Linked DNA regions of Mus musculus: region 2 is linked to region 1. A link is a contact called in public HiChIP or PLAC-seq data. All regions are on one chromosome and are shown on one strand. Each heading gives the region's core, a stretch centred on a gene start, on an enhancer-like site or on the middle of the called end of the contact. The rest is flanking DNA. Distances are from core to core; before and after follow the strand shown. Region 1 holds the start of Vps53 (VPS53 GARP complex subunit). Region 2 overlaps Vps53 (VPS53 GARP complex subunit).

Region 1 (5,474 bases), core at 1,877-4,376:
CTGTCATCAGCAGGAACAGGTGTTGAATACATTTATTAATTGAGTGAAGGAGCAACAGAAGCCAGAGGGTCTAGGGTGCTTGGTTTGTTTGAACCAGCTCTCCATTCTCTCATCTGTTAAATTGGGATTATGGTAATTAAACTCTGGAACTGCTTTGTGGATTAAGAGTCAAGGCTGTAGTATGCTTGGTATGTACATGACATATAGCAAGCATTAGGAAACATTAGCTATTATCACCATTAAAAGGAAACTCTGAGTATCTGAAACTCTTAGACACTGTCAGTAGGAATGTGAAAATAACACCCTTCCTTATAATTGTAAACACAGACAGACCATACCACTTAGCAATCTTACTCCTAGGCATACACTTAAGCGAATGAAAAACTTACAGAAAACTTTAGACAGGAACGTTTATAGCAGCTTTATTCACAACGTCTCAGAATTTAAAACAACTCGGATGTTTTCCAAATCACCTAGTAGATAGACAAATCAACGGAGCAAGAAACAAACTGATGGCACAAATAATAACACAGATGAATCACAGATCCACGATGCTAAGTGAGAGAAGACAAGAGTCAAAAGGTGACATGCTGTAGGACTCCATTCCTGGAGAATTTATATGACATTCTGGAAAACTCAGCCAGTGATTTGCAGACAATAGAGTGGGTGTGAAGGAGGGGATGATGGAAGTGTCTCCGCCGGACTGTGCTGTGCTGACACGATGACAACATGCATTTATCAAAGCTCATGTACAGCACTGGAAACCGGAAACGGCTAATCTCACTGCATGCAAATTCTATCTAATTTAAAATAGAAAAATAAGGCACGATAAAACTGCACATTCCTGTTCCTTCAAGAATGATACACATGCTTTCCTCTCTCTCTCTCTCTCTCTCTCTCTCTCTCTCTCCTCTCACTCTACCCCGCTTTCACCTTTCAGCTTTACCTTATTTTTATCTCTTAATTCTTCGTGTATGGGTGTTTTGCCTGTATGTATATGTGTAGACCGTGTGCATGCCTGGTGTCCAAGGAAGCTATAAAAGGGTGCTGGCTCCCTTGGAACTGGAGTTACAGACTGATGTAAGCCACCATGTGGGTGCTGGGAATTGAATCCAGGTCGTCCGGGAGATCAGCCAGTGCTCTTAACTGCTGAGCCATCTCTCTGTCCCCTTTATTTTTAAATTATGTATATGTGCATCTTGTGTGTGGGTGTTCCTGGAGGGGATGTCTGATGCCTTGGAGCTGGAGTTCCACGGTGGCCAGCTGCTCAATGAAGGTGCTGGAAACTGAACTTAAGTCCTGGATCCTCTGGAAGAACAACAAGCATCTTTAATGGCTCAGCTATCTTGCCAGCCTTTGTTTTTTGATTTTTAAGACAGAATTTCATTACATAGTCCAGCTAGCCTCAAACTCTCCATCTTTCTGCTTCAGGTCCCAGAATCCTGGTATTTATAGGCATGTGCCACCACATCCAGACAGCACCTATGGTTTCTGATAATAAAAGTACCATATGGAGAAAAAAAAAAAAAAAAGCTGGGCAGTGGTGGCGCATGCCTTTAGTCCCAGCACTTGGGAGGCAGAGGCAGGCAGATTTCTGAGTTCGAGGCCAGCCTGGTCTACAGAGTGAGTTCCAGGACAGCCAAGGCTACACAGAGAAACCCTGTCTTGAAAAACAAACAAACAAACAAACAAACACAAAAAAAAGTACCATATGTTGATTGTAGATGTGTGGGAAAATAAAGAAAAAATATATTTCCCTGTCATTTGCTTTTGGTTGAGACAGTACATTTTCCTTATCCACCTACTCTTCACCTTCCAAGTGTTGGGATTATAGGCTTGTACCATCACACCCAGCCAATTTTGCTCTCAGAAATAAATATTCTGCTTTCTGAAATACACTGTGCATATATCGCTATGTCATTAAATAATTGTCAAAATAATACTTTTATGAGTCAATAATATATGTGTGGAGGTTAGAGGGTAACTTGTGGAAGTTAGAACTCTCTTATCAACATGTGGGTTCGATGGATGAATTCAAGCATCAGGCTTGAGGGCAAATGCTCTACTGGCTGAGCCATCTTGATGTCTCTCACAGTCCTCCTGCAATTATATTTTAAAGCATTCTTTTGTTGCTGTTGCTAAAACTTATACTACTCACACATTTTTGGGGGGCAAACTAAAACAACAATAAAATTCCATTCCTAAAACTATAATGTTTTTTAAAAACTAAAAAAAAAAAAGCAAATTATATTATTCCTGAAGCAATTTTTATAAAACTATATGTACGGAAAAAAAAAAAAAAGTTCAGCAGGGCCAGATACTCCTCTGTCGAGGTTTTCACAATGTTGAACTGGTAAGGCAACCCTTCCCTTGGCTGCAATTCCATCATTGTTCCAGTGCCTGCTGGAAAAGCGGTTCCACAGGGCTATCTGGCTCCTCTTTTTGTAATGTACGCGGCTAAACACCCTAACATTTCCTGTACTACCTGCCTAAGTTTGCATAATACTTCCATATTTAATGTCACCCCATCTAACGTAGTGTAAGCAGGGCAGATGGGAATACTTTGTTCAAGATCATAAGGTTATCAAGGGTGTAAATAAGGATGTACAGCCCGGACATTCGGTCTCAAAAACCAAACACTTCCCAGCGTTGGGTCGCTTTTCTCCTTACTCCCCACCCTAGCGAGGAGGCTTCAGACAATTCTGCCCAGTAGATCCTTATCTAAGGAGCAGAAGCTCTCCCAAACCTCAAATGTCTTTGGCAACACTGCCACTTACCAGCTGGGGTCATTTCACTCCCGATGGCAGGGGGACACAGACTGCCCTAGACCAAGGGGATCCAGCGAGCGGGTTGCACGTTGGCTTCATGGCCAGCGGGGCTTATTGCCCATCCATTGGGACACTGCCGTGGCTACCGCTCTCTGGGGCGCCCGGGCGACACTACGGCGCTGGTGGGGGATGCGCCCTGGGCGAAGAAGAGAGGGCTTTCAATCTTAAGAACCCGCCGCGTGCGAACAGGGAACTTGAGGTTAAGGGTTGTCTGGAGATTTTCCAGGGACTTGACAGCCATGCCTGCGGAAGTCAGTCCTCCGCTATCCCAGAGTCCCCCGGTTCCCGGAAGTGCCCAGTTCTCCGGAAGTGCCAGGCTAGCCGAGTAAGTAGCGGCTCCCTCGAGCCCCGTACCTGGAGGCTTGCTCTTCTGGGGTCCTGGTGACAGACAGGTCGCGAGCAGGATTGGAGAGGGCGTCGGGGGCTGAGCGGCGGGATGATGGAGGAGGAGGAACTGGAGTTTGTGGAGGAGCTGGAGGCTGTGCTGCAGCTCACGCCAGAGGTGCAACTCGCCATCGAGCAGGTGAGCGCTCCACCCCCTCGGGAGGAAGCTGCGGTGGAAGGGGCAGCTCTAGGCCAGGGTCGAATCTCCCCTGCTAGGCTGGAAAGGTGGCGGTTCTTATGCTGAGCGGAAGTCTGGATGGTGGTAAAGGTGGGGATGGGTTTTTCAGCCTGGGGACCGAACACGTCTTCTCTAGGCTCTGTGTTTCCGAGGTTGTTACGCCCTGCTGAGTTTGGGCCGAGCTGTCCTCTTTGACAGGATAAACCTAGAGGGAGCCCCGTGACTAGAGAATTCGGATTATGGTTGATTTTAAGACTCTATTCATTTTCCAGCTAGTGCGGCTTCTTCCATTTCTCTGGTTAAACTCTTGGAGTGGTTTGGAATTGGCAGTGGGATACTTCCATTGCGGAAACGAATGACAGAATAGGGTTGTGGGGCGGCATACTGGAAAATGACCCTTGTGCTGGTGTGCGCGTGCGCGCGCACTTGACACTCGCTGGAGTCATCTGGGAAAAGGAAGCCTCAGTTGAGAATTGCTTCCATCAGATTGGCCCACGGGCAATCTGTGGGGGCATTTTCTTGGTTGATGCTGTAGAATGGCCCAGCCCACTGTGGGAGGTACCACCCCTGGGCAGCAGGTTCTGGATTGTATAGAAAAGCAAGCTGAGCAAGCCATGGAAAGCAAGCCAGTAAGTAACATTCCTTCGTGATTTCTGCTCCATTTCCTGGCTTGGCTTCACCTGATGACGACATACTATAACCTGTAATCCAAATAAATTATTTACTTTACAAGTTGTTTTTGGTCATGCTGTGTTATCACAGCAATGTAAAGCAAACTAAGACAAATCTGTACCATAACTAAAAGACTGAGGGCTAGTGAGATAGTTCAGTGGGTAAAGGCACTGTGCCACCAAGCCTGCTGACCTGAGTCTCTTCCCCAGGATCCTCAAAATAGAGGGAGAAAACTACTCCTGGACAAAACACACATACACATGCACACGTCTCCCCAACCTCTGGTCTACAAAGTGAGTTCCAGGACAGCCAGGGATACACAGAGAAACCTGTCTTGAAAAACAAAAAAATAAAGTATTAATGGTCCATATATGCTAATTATTAGTAGTAGAATTATTTTACTTGGGCTACCTTCCCAATAGCCATTAAATGAGACACACTCTTTCTTTCCTTTCTTTTTTATTAGTATTGGAGGTTGAACAAATCCTTGGCACATGAGATAAGTGTCTTACCACAAAGCAATATCCATAGCTCCTAATGTGCTTCTTCTTACACTATAACCCCATGTCAGTTCCCTTAAGGAAGATCTTTCTCCCTCTATCAACAAAACCTTACAAAAACCTACACAGTTACTTCTAATATTATGACCATACATCTTAATATAGTTGACAGGAGACTTTAGTCAACAAAAAACTTCTTGTTGGGAAGAGAAGACTCTTAGGGATATTCTTTTTTTTTTTTTTTTAAAGATTTATTTATTATATGTAAGTACACTGTAGCTGTCTTCAGACACTCCAGAAGAGGGCGTCAGATCATGTTACAGATGGTTGTGAGCCACCATGTGGTTGCTGGGATTTGAACTTCGGACCTTCGGAAGAGCAGTCGGGTGCTCTTACCCACTGAGCCATTTCACCAGCCCCCAGGGATATTCTTTAGTGTCACCCAAATTGCAAAAATTCTCAACTTTGGGCTGGAGAGATGGCTCAGCGGTTAAGAGCACTGACTGCTCTTCCAGAGGTCCTGAGTTCAATTCCCAGCAACCACATGGTGGCTCACAACCACCTGTAATGTGTAATGTGGTCTGATGCCTTCTTCTGGTGTGTGTGAAGAGAACTACAGTGTACTCATATACATAAAACAAATAAATCTTTTTAAAAAATTCTCAACCTTTTAAGATTTGTACTGTATTTTTGTGTATGTGACCTGTGCATGAGTCCCCTTGAAATCCCTTAAACTGCCCATGCAGTACAGTGTCTAGACATCTTTTGGTAAATCTAGAATTTTTCTGCCAACACTGAGGCCTGGCATTCTCTCTATAGGTGTCACCGGATGAAGTAGCTTAAGTCAAGGGCTGCGTTGTGTGAAATCTGTTAATGCCTGGGATTAGACCCAGGAACAGGAAGAGAAGAATG
Region 2 (5,474 bases), core at 811-3,310, 59 kb after region 1:
GAAGATAGTGGAAAAACCCTGGAAAGTATTTGGAATCAGGCATGATTATAACTGTGCCACAGGAAGAAACTGAGTGTTCTGGGTCATGCCTATCCTCTCGTTAAAAATAAAATCTCAGCCCCTTGCCAGGTTCTCCTAAGTAGCCAAAGAAATTGTGGTTTCAAGTTCACTATTGCTAGAAACTTTGTAAATCAATCCAGAAGTTTCAGGGTGGAGTCCAAGAAAGGAGGCATGCTGTTTCATGGTGCTTTTAGCAAAGCAAGTCTTTACCTCAGGCTCAGGGAAGTTCAACAGCTGCTCAAGAGCCTCACTCTTTAGCTCTGTTTCTGGCTGGGACAAGCCAGGTATCATGAGGCGAGGCAGCTGTCAGGACAAGGAGGACATGACATGATCACAGTGCTTGCTGATGCGCACGTCCTGTTTCACTCCAGCACTGTCTCCTTCCCCTTCATCCACCATTCATGCTGCATCGTTCCTGATCACCCTGCAATCCTGCAGACACCATCAAGAACCAGCCCACCCCATCCTTCTGCTTAGTTTTCCTTACAGTTCAGTTTTATTCTCTTGAAGTTAAATCTTCATCCAGTGCCTATTGCTTGTTTTGCCTGTCTTGTTTTGTTTTGCTTTGTGAGACATGCTCTTATGCATCTCACTCTGGCTTTGAACTTGTGATCCTCTGCTTCTACCTTTTCAGTGCTGGGATTATGCCCTTCGAAGTTAATAATGCCCTTCACTTACAAAGAACCGTTCACTGGTCATCTCGCTCTTTTTTCTTTTACCTTAGAGAACACTCTTTTTGTTGTTTTAAAGTATTTTAAAAATTAACATATTATATTAAAATATTATGAAAAGCAAATATAAACCACACTGAAACAGTCTGAAGCACTCTTCTAAGCCTGTGTCCCACAGAACAGGAAACAGTTGTTCCAGTGACACAATAGGTTTGTGTTTGGTCAGGCTGCTGTTATATTTCCATGAAATGTTATACACGTTCAATCTAGATACCTCACAGTAGGGAAGAGTGACCTAGAACTGTGTCCTGAAGGGCTGGCAGTATGCTCAGTGACAGAGCACTTGCCTCCCATGCCCAAGGCATAGGTTCAATCCCTAGCACTAAAACTAAAAATAAAAAATAAAAAAGTAAAATAACACATCCTGAAATGCTGATCATAACCCTGCTTCTGTGTGATATCTCTTTCCCAGCTGTCTATACCTTTTCATTCCCAGGTAATTACCTGCACAGACATAGAGACCGCCATAGTTCCTGACCCTGTGGGTCCATGCACACTTGTATATGAGGATTTGAAAATGGCGCCAGTCATTAATACAGTCCCTTCTCCCTCCCACAGGGTGAAGGCTGCACAGACAGAGTTAGGACAGCAAATCCTGGCTGACTTTGAAGAAGCATTTCCTTCGCAGGGTACCAAGGTATTGGTTTGTATTTTGCCTCTGATATTATCACTGTGTTCACACTCCCTGCAGGGAGAATGAGGTACCCGAGTGATAACTCATGTTGTATCACCCACAAGTGTTGGCTGGCACAGGCCAAGGGTCTGCCGACTCAGATGAGCCTGTTTTATGTGTCTTGATACAATGCCGATTGTTTGTCTGTCCTTCTAGCATCAGAAAGAGGACTCAGGCCAGGAATGTTGGTTGGTAGAATACTTACCTAAGCATGCCTGAGGCCTGGGTTTGATCATTAACCCCAAATAAGTTGGGTGTGGTGATTCACGTCTGTAATCCAAGCCCTAGGAAGGTGGAGGCAAGAGAATCAGAGTTGGAATTCATCCTTTCCTACATAGTGAGTTTGAGGCAACCTGGGCTACATGAGACCCTCTCTCTGGGAAAAATAAATGGGCATTCATTTGGTTTAATTTAATGTGTGTCAAGTCTTGTAGCTTGTCTGCCCAATAAACTCACTCCCCCCACCCACATAGCTGTGTGTTTTTTTTTCTTTTTAAAAAAAAAAAAAAAAGAACCAAACAAACAAACTTTAAACCCTAATGTTCTTAGGATTGTTACATAACACTGGTTTTGGTTTGGTGAAAAGACAACTGGGAGGCATGTCTGGGAGCTTATGTAACTCTCATGACAGAGTCCAGAGACTCACTTTTAATGATGGGAATCCTTGTCCCTGGGATTTTCGAGCTCGCTGGTGGTGGAGTTGTCTCTGTTGTGTCTGTGAAGCCTACAGGCTTCGCCTGGGAGCTGCTGGGTCCATGTCTCACTCGGGCTCCCCTCCCCTGGCTGTCACTGTGCTGCTATTAGCCCCATCCTTCACACTGCAGCAGATGTCATCTTAATGCTTTGCATGTGTCGGGTAGGACAGAACCCGCAGAGGCTTGTTTTCTCTATTATTTGAGCTATTTCAAGAGAAAGCATTGTTGAAGGCAGAAGTGAAGCAGAGCACCCGGCCAGCAGCATTCCTCGGCTAGCCACATTCCTCTCCGGGCTTTGTGGGTGGAGATGGGGATGGATATACATTCGCTTGGGAGCCAAGGAGCATTTCCTGAATCTGCTCTGTAATTCAATAACTGGAAATATCTTAATCGCTTTCCCTCTGTGCTACATTTGAGGAAATAGGTGGGGATGGCAGCCCTGGCTTTGAGATTGCTTTCTATAGACCAGCTCCTGACCTTACCGCCTTCGTGCTTTGCAGCTGACTGCCAGGAATATGATGATTTGTGAGGCCTTTACTTGGAGACCCTCATCTCGCTGGTCACCTGATGTGACTCAGGAAAGGAAGAGACTGGAAAGCCATGTTCTCGTTGGCCCTATAGGAAAAGGGAATTCTGAGAAGCAGAAAGAGGGTGCCTGGCTAGTAGCTACTTTTTCAAGTTAGTGGCTAGGTTTGAACAGTTGTCTTCCTAGGCGACTGCCTTTCTGTGTTCTCTGCTCCATCCCATTGCACGATGCTTCAGAAGGATACGAGTGAAGATTGTCTTACTGTTTGCCCATCATCTAGCTATGGCCCTTCTACTCTCTCTCCTAGGTCCCAGTTGAGTATGATGTTAAAAGGATTTGTTGGCTTTATTACCTTTCCTGGCTGTTTCCTGATGGGGAATTGTTAAAAGTTTTCTTTTTCCATTTTAAAAGGCTATTGATTTTTTTCTACAAGTCCTTGCAATACTAATTTACAAGGTTTGCAAAGTCGAACCAAGAATTTTTTTAAAGTATTGATTGGTGGGTATGCCTACCACCCCAGCATCCTGGAGATTGAAGCAGAAGGATCATGAGTTAGCTTGGACTACACAGTGAGTTCTAGGCCAGTGTGGACTGCACAGGAGATATACCCTATGAGTGGATCTCTGAGTTCGAGACCAGCCAGGACTACACAGAGAAATCTTGTCTCAAAAAAAAAATTTTTTTTTTTTAAGAAAATAAAGTGTCCAAGTGTGGTAGTTTGAATAAGAGTGGCTCCCATAGGCTCATGTGCTTGAATACTGTTCCCCAGTTGGTAGAAATGTTTTGAAGGATTAAGAGGTATGCCAGTTTTGTGGTTTTAGGAGGGTTTTGTGGTTTCAAAAGCTAGCACTGCTGGACGTGGTGGTGCACGTCTTTAATCCCAGCACTCGGGAGGCAGAGGCAGGCGGATTTCTGAGTTCTAGGCCAGCCTGGTCTACAGAGTGAGTTCCAGGACAGCCAGGGCTATACAGAGAAACCCTGTCTCGAAAAAATCAAAACAAAACAAAACAAACAAAAAAAAAGCTAGCACCATTCCTGGATCTCTCTGTCTCTCTGTCTCTGTCTCTCTCTGTCTCTCTGTCTCTCTGTCTCTCTCTGTCTCTCTCTCTCTCTGCCTCCTACTCTTGGATAAAGATGTAAAGTCTCAACCACTGCCCCAGTGCCTGGCCTGCCCAGCTGCTGCTGGACCCATGGGCCCCAACAAACTCTTTGTTCTAGGCATTGCCTTGGTTAGAGTGTCTCTTCACAATAGACATGTAACTAAGACAACCAAGGTACTCTAGTAAATGCTCTGTAAAGAAGAGAGTTCGAGCCCCTGCGCCTCGAGGTGTTGGTCTCCAGGACTTGTTAGTGAGCTGACACATTTTCATCCTGAAGCCAGAGTTAAACATTCAGTATATCCAGAGATCAGCAGAGCAGCCATTTAGAATGGAGCAGGTAATTGTAACAGTTTGGGCTCAGGCCCCTTGAGTGACACCTGCACGTTAGTCGAGACTTACAGAATGGACAGAAACAATGAGGAGAGCTTCAGAAGAACTTACGCTCATCCTGACTCAAGTCCATTGCTTTTTGGGTAGAGTTGAGTAATGTCTCCCAAGCCATCAGGCTAGCTTGCTAAACCAAGAGGTTCTAAACCTCTCTGTACTGTAGGGACCATGGTCAGCAGTATGTCCAGGATGTACTGGCTGGTCCGTAAGATCTAGTTGCATTGGTAGTAAACAAGGCCTTCTTAGCTGCTGTATCCTGACAGCCTCTCCCACATCAACTCTTCCGGTCATGGAGCCATTACCATAATTACTTCACCTTTGGCTGGCTGTGTGATTGGCCATCAGTGAAACAAATCAGTTTAGAACCTGGACGTGCTTTTTAAAACCATCACTCTTTTTGACACAAATATACCTCATTAAGAACAGGAATGACAGTTGGGCATGGTAGTGCATGCCTGTGATTCCAGGACTTAGGAAGTTGAAGGAAGAGGACCCTGAGTTTGAAGCCAGTCTGGGCTACATAGCAATGTCTTGTCTCAAGGCAGACAGGAAGGCAACAGCACAAGCAAACAATACAATAGGGTCCTGGGAAGGTCGGAAGCAGGAAGAAGTGGCACTTGTGAGTGTCACTGCCTTTTGGACCCTTCGATAGAATCTGTTGTCATTCTGGCTTTTTAGGTCACATTCAGTTTTGATACTCAGTAAAATTTCTCGTGATCTTTTCTGGCTCTGTTTTCTTGAATGTCTTGTGAGTTCACAGGCTAGCTTTTAGGTTGGCTACTGCAAGACTAGCTTAATGTTCTTTTCTCAGGGAACAGGTAACTAAAATATCCATCTCTTGAAGGGAGCCTGGGCATCTAGGGAGAGCACTAATGACAGTGAGAAGCAAGGAAGGAGCAGCTGTCACAGCCAGGAGGTACACAGGCACGTCTGCCACTTGAACTGGTATATGCTGTTTGTTTTACCAGAGGCCGGGAGGACCCAGCAATGTCCTGAGAGATGCGTGCCTGGTGGCTAATATTTTGGACCCCAGAATCAAACAAGAAATCATCAAAAAGTTTATTAAACAGCATCTATCAGAGTATCTAGTACTTTTTCAAGAAAACCAAGATGTAAGTATTGACCAGATGAGATCAGATGAAACTATTTAATTTTGTTGAAAAAGAAACTAATGTTGCCTTCCTCCTGAGCTACCCTTTACTAATACAGTTAACTATTTGTTAACAACTATTAGTTATGCACTGAACTACAGATCCCCAGGCTGATTTGCAGGTTAGTGGCTCTTCACCATTTTCAGTCACT

What was found. HiChIP or PLAC-seq counts read pairs in DNA pulled down with a chosen protein or histone mark.
Region 2: a contact with region 1 is called in an H3K27ac HiChIP or PLAC-seq map of embryonic fibroblasts, with 14 read pairs. The contact joins the enhancer-like site here to the promoter of Vps53 in region 1. A contact is called at or near these places in 6 of 39 promoter capture datasets (the 3T3-L1 cell line, embryonic stem cells, macrophages and 1 more), 1 of 15 datasets of contacts at CTCF or cohesin (the NIH/3T3 cell line), 11 of 484 Hi-C or Micro-C datasets (the 3T3-L1 cell line, 3T3-L1-derived adipocytes, the AML12 cell line and 8 more), 5 of 115 datasets of contacts at active chromatin or transcription factors (bone marrow-derived macrophages, embryonic fibroblasts, embryonic stem cells and 1 more) and 3 of 9 other capture datasets (adipose tissue, liver and pancreatic islet).

The regions. Positions count from the first base shown.
Region 1 is chr11:76,177,290-76,182,763 of GRCm38.p6, reverse strand. Vps53 (VPS53 GARP complex subunit) reads left to right here and starts at 3,126. Exons shown (of 22, transcript NM_026664.4): 1 at 3,126-3,351. The coding sequence starts at 3,265. It also overlaps a transcript of Tlcd3a not described here.
Region 2 is chr11:76,117,472-76,122,945 of GRCm38.p6, reverse strand. Vps53 (VPS53 GARP complex subunit) reads left to right here. Exons shown (of 22, transcript NM_026664.4): 8 at 1,350-1,428; 9 at 5,141-5,284. Among named protein-coding and RNA genes, the nearest start is that of Gm46252, 31 kb to the left of the region's middle. Within about 2 kb of position 2,060, at least 49 of the 459 cell types and tissues checked have an H3K27ac peak or open chromatin away from gene starts, as enhancers often do. A contact at or near this core is called in embryonic fibroblasts, where this site is marked.